Regions from separate parts of the Sus scrofa genome. Here all the other regions are linked to region 1. A link is a contact called in public HiChIP or PLAC-seq data. All regions are on one chromosome and are shown on one strand. The core of a region is the stretch at or near the end of the contact, and the rest is flanking DNA. Distances in the headings are between cores, read along the strand shown. Region 1 has its middle 29 kb from the start of MRPL19. Region 2 has its middle 43 kb from the start of SEMA4F. Region 3 has its middle 76 kb from the start of HK2.

Region 1 (4,059 bases), core at 750-3,249:
TAGTTTTTAGCCAAGACAAAAACAGATGCCAGGAATGCTCAGCGCCCCAACCATTCAAGAATGAGGAGATCTGAAAGGAGTTTGCACAATCCCCAAACCAAAGGCAACTGTAGTCAGGGGTAAAGCTGGAGCCAGGGGCCGGGAACCTGGAGGGGGTGACAGAAGCATGCACCAGCAAGTCAAGCCAGAAGATGCAGCATCCAGTGAGGGACCTGCATGTAGGTGGTTGGTCCTCAGGAAGCAGATGATGAATCGGAGAGGAACGAATGAAGTATGATGAATGGCCTTTCTTAAGCCAAACCTGAGGCTATGTTTGTCACCAGTGGTTACTGCAGTCAGGGGCGACATTGTAATTCTCTGAAGAACACGTCATGCTCCTGGAACTTTGCTCTGTGTTTCCCAACTGACTTCCCAACAGATTTGACCAAAGATCTGGAGCGCTTGAATTGGTAAACCACACCAACCATCCTACCCAGCCACACTGAGCAACACCTCCCTCTCTAGGCGCCTGTTTGCAGAGCTGAAAACAGCTAAGCCCCATGTGGTTCAGGATAACTCTGTCCCCTCATTTGGGAGCTAGCACTTACTCCTGGCCATGAACCTAGTCGTGTCCAGCATGGCTTTATTTTTCTGGGTGTTGGGAATTTCCTTGGTGAAGCTTCCAGTTCCTCCTTCTTTCTGCATTTGATGAGCTCATTTCTTTTTCACTTGGTAGGCTTGTGTGCTCCTTAAGGATGGTGGGTTCCATCTAACAGCCAAATGGGGCCAAGCCTGGGGCATTTTTCTTGCCATTTCCAGCTTTCAAGTCCCGTGTCTCTTGCAATCTCTCCCCAATTCTGGCAGTTACCCTCCTCAGTACAGTTCCAATCTGTGGAAGTTTCTGAAGTGCAATGACATACACAGAAAATGGGGGTTTGGTTTTGCTTCTTCCCACACATTCCTAGGGAGAGTTATGTCAAGATGAGTTTTTTTGTTGTTTGTTTGTTTGTTTGTTTTCTGTCTTTTCTAGGGCCGCACCCGAAGCATATGGAGGTTCCCAGGCTAGGGGTCTAATCCAATCTGTAGCCGCTGGCTTAGGCCAGAGCCACAGCAACGTGGGATCCAAGCCACGTCTGTGACCAACACCACAGCTCATGGCAACGCTGGATCCCAAACCCACTAGCGAGGCCAGGGATCGAACCCGCAATCTCATAGTTCCTAGTTGGATTTGTTAACCATTGAGCCACGACAGAAACTCCAAGATGAGCTTATACTTTCTAAAAAGAAGAAGCTGTTGAAGCATCAGGGAAAAAGATTTTTTTTGGCCCTGCCCCCAGCATGCAGAATTTCCTGGCCCAGGGACTGAACCTGAGCCACAGAAGCAGCAACGCTGAGTCCTTAGCTACTAGGCCAGAGGGAACTCCAAAAGTTTCATTTTTAAATACAGAGTTTCTTTTCTGGGCTCTGTCTGAAGCTTTTGGTAGATTTTGGGGTGGAGGGGGCTTATTGTGAATTCTGGGGAGGTTGCTGTTTCAACCTCCTTTGTGTGAAGCTGTTGTAAAGAGCTGCCAGGAGGGAGCACTAATGAAAAGGAACTTGGAAGCCTTGCCAAGGTGATTGGCACCAGAGAGCCTTTCCGTCCAGAGAGAATGAGAAAGAATATAGGGTCGGCGTGGCAAGAACAGGCATCTGCAGTGACTCAATAGCTGACTCAGTTCCTAGAGCTCCTCGTGGTAATGACATCACATCTGCTTTGTTGAGTCATGTACCATGGAACGTTCAGCCCAAAGAATCTCCTTATGTGTTTGCCTATCTCTGTCTATCTATCCATCCATCAATCTTCCATCCATCACTCTTCTATCTATCCATCCATCTATCCATCCAATAAATGAAAACTGAGCCCTTACTGTGAGGCAGGCATTGGGCTAGGAACTGGGGCAGCAGGGGGAATGATAGGACACGGCCCTGATGAATAACCACAGGTCATCTTCCCACATTTCAGCGAGTGAGGGTTCTTGTGCAATAGAGGCCAATAGACAGTGGGGAGGCACTGGAAAATAAGTGACAGGAATCTCAGCATGCTGTGCCTGGGCGGCTCACAGAGTGGTTGTTAACTCCTTATCTCCTGCTGAACCCCTGAAGCCTGGGTGCGGCTTTCCTCTCCTGAGCGCCGCTCCCTAAGTTCCTTTAAATTTTAAGGAAAAAAAGATCTATAAAGTCAAAGGACGAACTATAGACTCTGATAAATACTTGCAGCACATATAAAAAGTTATTTTTTTATTAAAAAATTTTTTTTCTTTTATAGTTGGTTTACAGTGTCCTGTCAGTTTGTACTGTACAGCAAAGTGATCCAGTCACACACACACACACACACACACACACACACACACATATACATTATTTTTCCCACGTTATCCTCCATCATGTTCCATCATAAGTGACTAGAAATAGTTCCCAGTGCTACACAGCAAGACCTCATTGCTTAGCCACTCCAAATGTAGTAGTTTACATCTATTAACCTGAGACTCCCAGTCCACCCCGCTCCCTCCCCCTCCCGCTTGGCAACCACAAGTCTGTGCTCCAAGTCCCTGAGTTTCTTTTCTGTGGAAAGTTTCATACATATGAAAAGTTTTTTGTTTGTTTGTTTTTTGCATAGAATTTTTGCAATTCTATTTGTTTGTTTTTTTACATAATGATTTTTATTTTTTTCCATTATAGATGGTTTACAGTGTTCTGTCAATTTTCTACTGTACAGCCTGGTGACCCAGTTACACATACATGTATACATTCTTTTTTCTCACATTATCATTCACCATCATAGGAGACGAAACATAGTTCTCAGTGCTACACAGCAGGATCTCATTGCTTATCCATTCCAAAGGCAATAGTCTGCATCTATTAACCCCAAGCTCCCAGTCCATCCCACTCCCTCCCCCTCGCCTCTGACAACCACAAGTCTGTTCTCCAAGTCCATGAGTTTCTTTTCTGTGGAAAGTTTCATACCTATGAAAACTTGTTATCCCTAATTTACCCAACGTTCATATAATTGGTAATAAAATGGCAAAATGCCATGGGAATATAGGAAAAAATATTGAGACAACTCACAGAAATGAGTTTTAAATGGGGTTGAGAAGGGTTAGTCAGAGAGTCTGATTGTTTATTCATCAGACTGGCAAAAATTAAAAAGACCATGACATCCTGTGCTAGAAAGAGTGCAGGAAAATCAGCACTTTTATACCTTGCTGTTGGGAGCATGAACTGTTGAAACCTCCAGGGAAAAAAAAAATCTGGCAATGTTTATTAAAGTTCAAAATTCACACCATTGACTCAGCAACCCAATTTCAAGCCATCATTCCAGTAGGTATAAAAGCAGCAATACCTAAGAATATATGATAAGGGTATTTACAGAAGCACTATTTGTTGTGGTAAAATATTGGGCAATGCATACTTATCCCTCAATGATAAAATGGCTGAATAAACATGGTGCCTCCACGCTGCGGGAGATTATGTAATTATCACAAGGAATAAATAAGTAAGATCTATCAACATATTCTCATGGAAAAATGTTAATGCCTTAAGTGCAAAAGCAAATCGTTTCCAAATGCACATATTACAATCACATTTTTTGTAAAAAACATTGAATAAGTAAATAAAACCCAGCACATAAGCCTGTTCTATGTTTGCATGTATTTATAACAGCTTGGAGAAGCATGACTTAACAGCATAAATTGCCTCAGGAAATAAGAAGAGAAGGAATGATTTTTAACTTATTGTTTCTATACTTTTGGCTGTTTTGCTTTTTACAAGAATCATGTTTTTGCTTTTTTTAATTAAAAGCAATTAGATAAAGGCAATTTTAAAGGGGGGAAAAAAGGACAAAATGCTTAAAACATTTCCATGACTCATTGGACACTCAGGGTAACGTCCACTCTCTAATGGACACGCAAGTCCCCTGGGATCTGGTGTCTGCATAGAGCACCAGCCTTTTCCCCCTGTATTCTGCCCTTTCGTCTCTGTTCTCCAGCTATGCTGGACCAGGAACATTCTTGGCAGCACCCTGCCCTCCCCACACAGCTGGAT
Region 2 (4,059 bases), core at 649-3,148, 720 kb after region 1:
GAGGGCTGAGAGGGTGAAAGGAAAACTTGCTTCACTATTTCCCAGCTGAATGCCACTTCCTTCATGAGACTTTTCCAGATGGCTCCTGCCAACAAATCCTTGGGCTTCATCCCTGCCCTGCTCTCCAGCTACTCTGACCTTGGAGAACTTTTTGCTTGTCTCCATTAGTCATTTACAGAATGCCTTATTTATTTCACCATCGATTGACCTGTGAATGCCATCTTATCTCCTTAACTAGATTGTACATTTCTGGAAGGCTTGAACTAAATTTTAAGATATTTTGATATCTTCCCCAGCTCAAAACATGATGTCACATGCCTTTCCTGATCGCCCTATTTAAAACTCCAAAACTTTCACCCCCCCTTTCATCCTGTAATATAATGTTTATTTAATATCTGACCCCGGGAGTTCCTGTCGTGGCTCAGAGGTTGACGAACCCGACTAGTATCCATGAGGGTGTGGGTTCGATCCCTGGCCTCGCTCAGTGGGTTAAGGATCCAGCCTTGCCATGAGCTGTGATGTAGGTCACAGACGCCGCTCGGATCTGGCATTGCTGTGGCTGTGACGTAGGCCAGCAACTGCAGCTCCAATTGGACCCTAGCCTAGGAAACTCCACATGCCAATGCCAGAGGTGCAGCCCTAAAAAGATATAGGTAGATAGATAGATAGATAGATAGATAGATAGATAGATAGATAAAAATCTGACCCCTGTTAGAAGGTTAGCTCCACAAAGACAGGGATTTCTGTTTGCTTTGTTCAATGATTATTTTTCCCTTAGCGTTTACAACAGTGCCTGACACATAGTGAGCATTCAATAAATGCATGTTGAATTAATAGATGAAAAAAGGGATGAATAATGCAAAAAATGAAGTGAAGCACCAATACTTATGGGCAGATGGTCTTTTTCCGTTTCAGTTCTTGAATGAATATTTTATGTGTTGCTCTTTATGAATTTCAAGAGAATTTCTTTAGACTCTCCAATAAATTTCATTTCTTTCTAACTCAGGTAACCTTAAGATAAAGGATAACCACCAGGGGAGTTCCCATTGTGGCTCAGCAGCTTAAGAACCTGATGCTGTCTCTGCGAGGATGAGGACTGGATCCCTGTCCACACTCAATGGATTAAGGATCCAGCATTGCCTCAAGCTGCAGCATAGATTGCAGATGCAGCTTGGATCTCATGTTGCGTGGTTGTGGTGTAGGCTGGCAGCTGCAGTTCCAATTCAGCTCCTAGCCTGGGACTTCCATATGCCATAGGTATGTCGGTAAAAAGGGGAAAAAAAGAAAAAAGGAGTTTCTTCTCTCTTGAACCTGAAGCCTAGAGCCCACTCTCTGCTCCCTCTGCATGACCTGCATCTGCTCAGCAGGAGACAGCCCCCGCTCAAAATGCCCCAACTCAGAGTCCCTTCATGGCACAACAGAAATGAATCCAACTAGGAACCATAAGGATGCGGGTTCGATTCCTGGGCTCGCTCAGTGGGTTAAGGATCTGGCATTGCCTTGACCTGTGGTGTAGTTTGCAGACTCAGCTCGGATCCCCCGTCACTGTGGCTGTGGTGCAGGCCAGCAGCTGTAGCTCTGATTTGACCCCTAGCCTGGGAATCTCCATATGCTCCGGGTGCGGCCCTTAAAAAAAATAATGCCCCAACTAAAACTGAACTCAGGCTTCCATCTGAGTCCCAGCCTGGCAGGAGCAGGCAGTAAGAAGGTGATCTCTCACCCACGTGTGCGTCAGTTTCTTCATCTGTTGAGTGGAAATCATACTAACTCCTCACATCCCACAAGTTCACTTTGAGGATAAAATTAGAATTGCCCACCTGATTGCCCAACATCCGAGGCTATTCTGGGCAGAAGCCTCTCAAAGGAAGTGCAGAGAAGAGCTAATCTGGGGCAGGAGACGCTGACACTCAAGACTACATGTTACAAACTGACTGTGCCAAGGTTCCGTGTCTGAGCTGGTTCCCCATGTGGCCCGTCCTGCCTCGGGACTCGTGCCCTGCAATCAATGTCAACCAGCACTTAACTTACTCCAAAGATGAAACAAAATTAGTTCAACCAGAATATAACCTGAGAAGACAGATCTCTAGCAAGGACTGACTCTGGCTGTGGGGTAATAGACACACTTCTGCTTTGCTCCAGGCCCCGTGGAAGGCAATTTGGCCATATCTATCAAAATAGATATAGTATACAGGCAGTGATCCTTTGACCTCATAAACCCAATTCCGGGAATTTATCTGATGGATTTCTACAAGATGACACATGTACAAGAATATTTATGGGAGCACAGGTTGTGAAAGTAAACGATTAGGCATCACCCAAGGGAAAACAAATAGGGACCAGGTAAATAGGCTATGATACCTCTTTACAGCGCAGTCATCTTAAACAAGGAAGGTGTCTATGCATCGATGTGGTACACGTCTCCTTGATACATTGTGTTAGAAAGAGTGGGAATTAAGAATGCATTTGGATATTTTTATTTGTTTGGTTTGTTTTTGTTTTTTGTTTTTTGTCTTTTTGGCTTTTCTAGGGCTGCTCCTGCGGCATATGGAGGTTCCCAGGCTAGGGGTCTACTCAGAGCTGTAGCCACCAGCCTACGCCACTGCCTCAGCAACGTGGGATCTGAGCCGCATCTGCAACCTACACCACAGCTCACAGCAACGCTAGATCTTTAACCCACTGAGCAAGGCCAGGGATCAAACCTGCAACCTCATGGTTCCTAGTCGGATTCATTAACCACTGAGCCATGATGGGAAATTTTTAGATTTGCTCGTATTTTCACGAAGAGACACTAGAAGGATATAGGAGAAATTAATAAAAAGGTGGGAGGGAGGCTTTTCAATGTACATCTTTTTATACTGTTTGTATTTCTAAATCATGCGGATATTTTACCTTTGCAAAACAGAAATTAATAAAGGAAAAGAAAACACCCCCTAGAATGCATTCCAAAAGGACAAAGAGTACTAGACTGAGTAGCAGAAAGTCCGATTTGATTCTGGCTGGGCCTCGGCCGGCCTGAATTTCCTTGGCTGAAAGACGAGAGGGCACGGCCCTGTCTGCTCTCAGTCCTCCCAGCCCCCCTCTTCTATAAATACGATCCTTTCCCGGATGGTGCCCTATTTTACATGATTGCTACATTCTCAGCCCTTTCGCTGTACAGACAATTGCAAGTTAACTGGGCAGGATTACAATCCAGAGAATTCCCAAACTGACAATCCATATTTGGCTACTTTGCATTCTTGGATTACATTTGTCAGTGGTCCATGCCCCTCTGCTTCTCTACTTTATTCAGGGGGTTTTAAATTTGCACTCCACCTTGAATTAATCCTTCTAGAAAGCAATTTGGTTGCATGAAAGATAAATCATAAAAGTTTAATACAGCCTCCTCTTTCTTGGGTAATTACCCTCTGTAAGACCAAGTCCAGTTCTGTTCTGTTTGTTCATTTAGGGTTACTTCTGTTAAGGGTTATGGGAATGAAGGGGCAGGAGCTGGACAGGGAGTGTGCTGTGTCTGGGGGCTTTCAGAGCTGTGTGCAGTACAGAAGCACTGCTGTGAGCTGAGGGCTGTGCTGGGGAGATGCCCTGCATCATGCGGGTGGCACCAGCCCCCAGGCGGACAGAGGAGCAGCGCTCAGTGAATATAAAGCAGTGGCTCACAGGTGGGGTCAGGGCCCAGCTCCCCAGGAGGCAAGTGCCAAGTGCTGGTGTAGACAGTGCTGATGTAACCAGATAGATCTCAGCATTGGGTTGAGATGCCCAGAGAGCCCAGCACTACAAAGGTATTCATTCTTGGAAAGACACTTTAAACGTTTAAATTTTTAAAATCCTAATTACCCCCTCCAAACGTAGCTCTTTTCATTTCTCCAAGTTTACTTCCAGCCCCTGATCATAAAAACTTACTTTTCCAAACGTGGAATCGCCGAGTAGGTACATTTCTGCTGTTTTCATTTAACATAATAAGCCTACAGTCTCAAAGTCTTCACAGTGATTATTGTAATGACTACATAATATCCTATTGCATAGATATACTAGGGTTTAATTAACAGCTTCTCTACTATGTGG
Region 3 (4,059 bases), core at 499-2,998, 670 kb after region 1:
AGTATCATTCCCAGTTTTTCTGTCTGCAGCTGTATTACATTCACAGTTCATAACAGAATAATGATCTAAGTTATTCAGAAGAATCCTTTTTTTTTTTTTTTTTTTTTTTCTGGCAATACTGGTGGAATGCAGAAGTTCCTGGGGCCAGAGTTCAAACCCATACCACAGCAGTGACAATGTCAGATCCTTAACCCACTGAGCCACCAGGGGACTCCTATAATCTGTTATTTTATAAGAATTTGTGAGGAGTTCCTGTTGTGGCATAGAGGAAAAAAATCCAACTAGTATCCGTGAGGATGCGAGTTTGATCCCTGGCCTTGCTCCGCAGGAGGGGGATACAGCATTGCCATGAACTGTGGTGTAGGTTGCAGACTCGGCTCAGATCCCACGTTGCTGTGGCTGTGGTGTAGGCTAGCAGCTGTAGATCCGATTCAACCCCTAGCCTGAGAACTTCCGTATGCCGTGGGTGTGGCCCTAAAAAGTGAAAGAAAAAAAAGAGGAATTTGTCAGATTCTCTGGGACATTTATGTATATTTTTTTTCTTTTTTTTTTTTTTAAAGGAGAGGCAAGCAGAATATCATTTAATTTTTAAAAGAGTGAACAAGAAAACCCTCATTAATATGTATATATTTCTTTAAGGTGTTTTCTAGCCCTTTCTCAGGCAACTTTATGTTAAGACATAATTATGCTTACAAAAAATTGTTACTTTTTTCCCTTCTTCTTTCTTTCTCACCCACAACATGTTAAACAGTCAGGGCTGAGAGCATCTGGTTGAAAAAGCAGAGCTGGAGATAAACCAATTTCTATGAAGGGGGGAATACAAAGAAAATTTTACCAGACCTCAAACACACGTTAGCCAGTATTGCATTAGGACCATGTTTGAACACATGCATTGCTGGGCTCGGGGTTTTCGAAGCCTGGAGAGAGGCAATTGGGGGATGCCTTGATAGTGAACAGGAAGACACCTGCAAATTCCACCACCACCCTTTCCCCCCCACTACAGACCTGTCGCTAATGAATGAGATCCTATCATTGTAGAGCGTTCTCGGTCTTACACTTAGGGCATGCAGATGCTACGGGGAATGACGGCAATATACAACAGCGATTTTCTTCCCCAGGTGGCGTGACGAAGTTTATCAGTGCCTTTCCAACCTAACCAACTGCCTAAGAGGAAATTAATCAGAGCACCAAAAGGGGGGGCTTGTGCGCGTGCGCGCGCACATAACACGGACACGTAGAGGCCAAGCGAGCAGGCAGGCAAGTGATTCCTGGAAGAGTCGGGGCCTCAGAGGAAGGGCTTGGGGTGAGATGAGAAGCCCAGCAGTTTGGAGGCCCTAGGAGGTGTGGGGTCTAATGAGAGAGATGGAGAGAGGAGGATTGAATGTAGAGTCTTTAGCACCGAGTATGGTCCCCATGGGGGCTGGGTAGAAGAGCTGACCATTGGGAGAAAGGGGCCGCTGCATGTGGGCCCGGGGTTCCTGAGTGGGGGAGGAGTATGGATCACGGGAGTAAGAGGAAAAAGACCACGTAATCTGTTGTCTCTTGTTTCATGCAAGCACCTGCCTGGGTGAGACCCACGTGAGTACGTGGTGGATGCTATTCCCAGTCAGCCCTGAGCCTCACCTCACCACTCCTCTTGCCAAGATCAGTCTCCAAAAACTGGTTGCCCAATCACGTGGGCATGAGTCAGGCCCCTGCCAGGCTGAGTACGGCGTGGGTGTGGGCGGGAGCGGGAGACTTGCACAACTCTGAACCGATGAAGTCATCAGAGAAAGCCCAGCTACGGAGAAGCCCCAGAGTGACCCCTCTAAAGCCTTAGAGAGTCGGGCCACTGGGCAGTAAGATTTCTGGCTTCCCATCTGGCCTGGCCCTGTGTGCCCTGTCACTTTCCAGACCAGAGTATTGACAGGGATTATCAGTGCTCTTTCTGTCTGCCTCTGTAAGGGGAGAGCGGAGGATGTGACAAAGCCAACATCTCTGACATCCCCAAGCTTGACTTTCTGTTCCCGTGACTGGTACTGAGCACCCCTGGGCTGGAGACTGGCAGGGGGCTCTTCCCCAGCCTCTGGCAGGGAGGAATGGGGCACCTTCCTGAGGACCACTGGCCTTGGGATCTTCAGGCAGCTTGGGTCTGGGGGGAGGAAGATTAGGGATGCTGAATCTCTCATCCACTTCAGCTCAATGCTGCGGCTTAAGAGCCAGACCAAGCTTGGGGCAAGTTCAGGGTACAACCGTCTTGGGCCTGCAAACCATCTACTGAGCAAAGGCATGGAGCCAAGCTGATAGGAGTAAAAGCATCACTACTGGGGGAGTTCCCGTCATGGCTCAGCAGAAACGAATCTGACTAGCATCCATGAGCATGCAGGTTCCATCCCTGGCCTCACTTAGTGGGTTAAGGATTTGGTGTTGCTGTGAGCTGTGATGTATGTTGGCAGCTATAGCTTCGATTCGACCTCTAGCCTGGGAACCTCTGTATGCCCTGGGTGTGGCCCTAAAAAGACCAAAAGAAAAAAAAATCATCACTATTGAAGGTGGTACAGAAAACAGCAAGTTGGAAAAAGAGGGACCTACCCTTCTCACGTATAGAGCTTGTCACATCCGAACTCAGGTCAACAAAAAACCACAAGTGCAGTGATTCCAAGAGGACATGCCTCTAAGGGAGCATGGGATAGGGGACATTTGTGATTCTCAGCAGGAGGAGAGGAAATTTTTTAAATTTCCTCCAACCACCACCACACCCACCTGCAAAAATTCTGAATCATCTTCCAGTTAAGAATGGCGACAGTATTGGCAGCCAAAAAAGTCCAGAAACTATTCCCTGAGCACCTCCTGTATGCTGGTGCCTTGAGTAGATTCCTCAGGGCACTGGGCAGACACAAGTAAAGAATTACTGCTCCAGTGGGTCATCGCTCTGGGCTTGTCTGCATGTTTATTTACTCACAAGACAGTCTAGCAGGGAGGGCCTGAACCAGCACAGTTTCACCATTGGTGTGGGATGGGTAACACAGGAAGTGACCCTGTGGCTCACCTAATCCACATGCTCAGCCAGACAGGTGAGGTTGGAGGTCACTGTCACAGGCAGTTACCAGCCCAGTGGAAGCAGATAATGAATCATGTGGGACCCAGCCGGGGTCAGCCTCGCAGGTGGACAGAGAGTGAGCAGTATCAACAGAGCCACTTTTGGAAGTCTGGTCAGGCGGCTGAACTTGGGGATTTAGGAGAATTCTCCAGCCTTGGAGCTGGGCAACTGGAAGGTATAGTCAGGGAGGCAGGAGTCCTAGGAGATTGTCGGAAAGGAACCCAGGAACAGAGGCCAAAGGGGAAGCAGATGGGGTTCGGGCCTTGGATCTTGGGAGCAGGCCCTGGATCACCTTGTCTTGGATCAGATGGGGGAGGGCAGAAGAGGGGGAGTTATGGAGACTGTGGATTGGGGTGGAGAACTGTGAGCCCGCCCCAGAGGGTCCCCAAGGCCCAGAGAAGGAGGAGGAGAATTGGGAGCTGGAGATAGAGGGTGAGCTCCTGGGCAGCAAAGGAGTCTGTCATCTGTCTCTTTGGGTACACAACCAGGGCCCCCTCTGGCCCACACGGGGTCCTCATATGAACTGAAATGGCGCCCCCCTTGGGGCAGACAAGTTGGGCAAACACCCCAGAGGTACTCATGGTTCCTTTGTATGAAGAGAAAGACTCTGCTTCCTCCTGCAGGGCCCCCTCGGCAGGACACACAACTGGAGAACAGAGCATGAAGTAGATTTCAGTGGCCACTCAGTCCCTTGGTCGGCATCTGTGTGCCGGCCACAAACTGCACGGCCACACGTGGATGCCCAGGAGCTGCTCGGGGAGAGGGTGGGAAGGCCCCAGTCTCTCTGTCCTGGGCAAGCCTGGACCTCCCACCAGGAGCAGTGGCTGTGGGTGAACTTACCTCCGTGGTGTGAGGAGGCGAGTTGAAATAAGCTAGTCTTTATGCCTTTGAAAACCGGCCCCAGACCTCAGCTACCATCCTGCAGTGTCACCTCTAATTGATTCCTGGCTCCCCCCATGTTGGAATGTCAAGAGTCAGGG

The links. HiChIP or PLAC-seq counts read pairs in DNA pulled down with a chosen protein or histone mark.
Region 2: a contact with region 1 is called in an H3K27ac HiChIP or PLAC-seq map of alveolar macrophages. The contact joins two enhancer-like sites. A contact is called at or near these places in 7 of 47 Hi-C or Micro-C datasets (embryonic fibroblasts, fetal skeletal muscle, omental adipose tissue and 3 more) and 1 of 2 datasets of contacts at active chromatin or transcription factors (alveolar macrophages).
Region 3: a contact with region 1 is called in an H3K27ac HiChIP or PLAC-seq map of alveolar macrophages. The contact joins two enhancer-like sites. A contact is called at or near these places in 2 of 47 Hi-C or Micro-C datasets (both in embryonic fibroblasts) and 1 of 2 datasets of contacts at active chromatin or transcription factors (alveolar macrophages).

The regions. Positions count from the first base shown.
Region 1 is chr3:67,638,787-67,642,845 of Sscrofa11.1, forward strand. No RefSeq gene overlaps it. Among named protein-coding and RNA genes, the nearest start is that of MRPL19, 29 kb to the left of the region's middle. Within about 2 kb of position 2,000, at least 17 of the 83 cell types and tissues checked have an H3K27ac peak or open chromatin away from gene starts, as enhancers often do. A contact at or near this core is called in alveolar macrophages and embryonic fibroblasts, where this site is marked.
Region 2 is chr3:68,359,938-68,363,996 of Sscrofa11.1, forward strand. No RefSeq gene overlaps it. Among named protein-coding and RNA genes, the nearest start is that of SEMA4F, 43 kb to the right of the region's middle. Within about 2 kb of position 1,899, at least 6 of the 83 cell types and tissues checked have an H3K27ac peak or open chromatin away from gene starts, as enhancers often do. A contact at or near this core is called in alveolar macrophages, where this site is marked.
Region 3 is chr3:68,305,538-68,309,596 of Sscrofa11.1, forward strand. No RefSeq gene overlaps it. Among named protein-coding and RNA genes, the nearest start is that of HK2, 76 kb to the left of the region's middle. Within about 2 kb of position 1,749, at least 23 of the 83 cell types and tissues checked have an H3K27ac peak or open chromatin away from gene starts, as enhancers often do. A contact at or near this core is called in alveolar macrophages and embryonic fibroblasts, where this site is marked.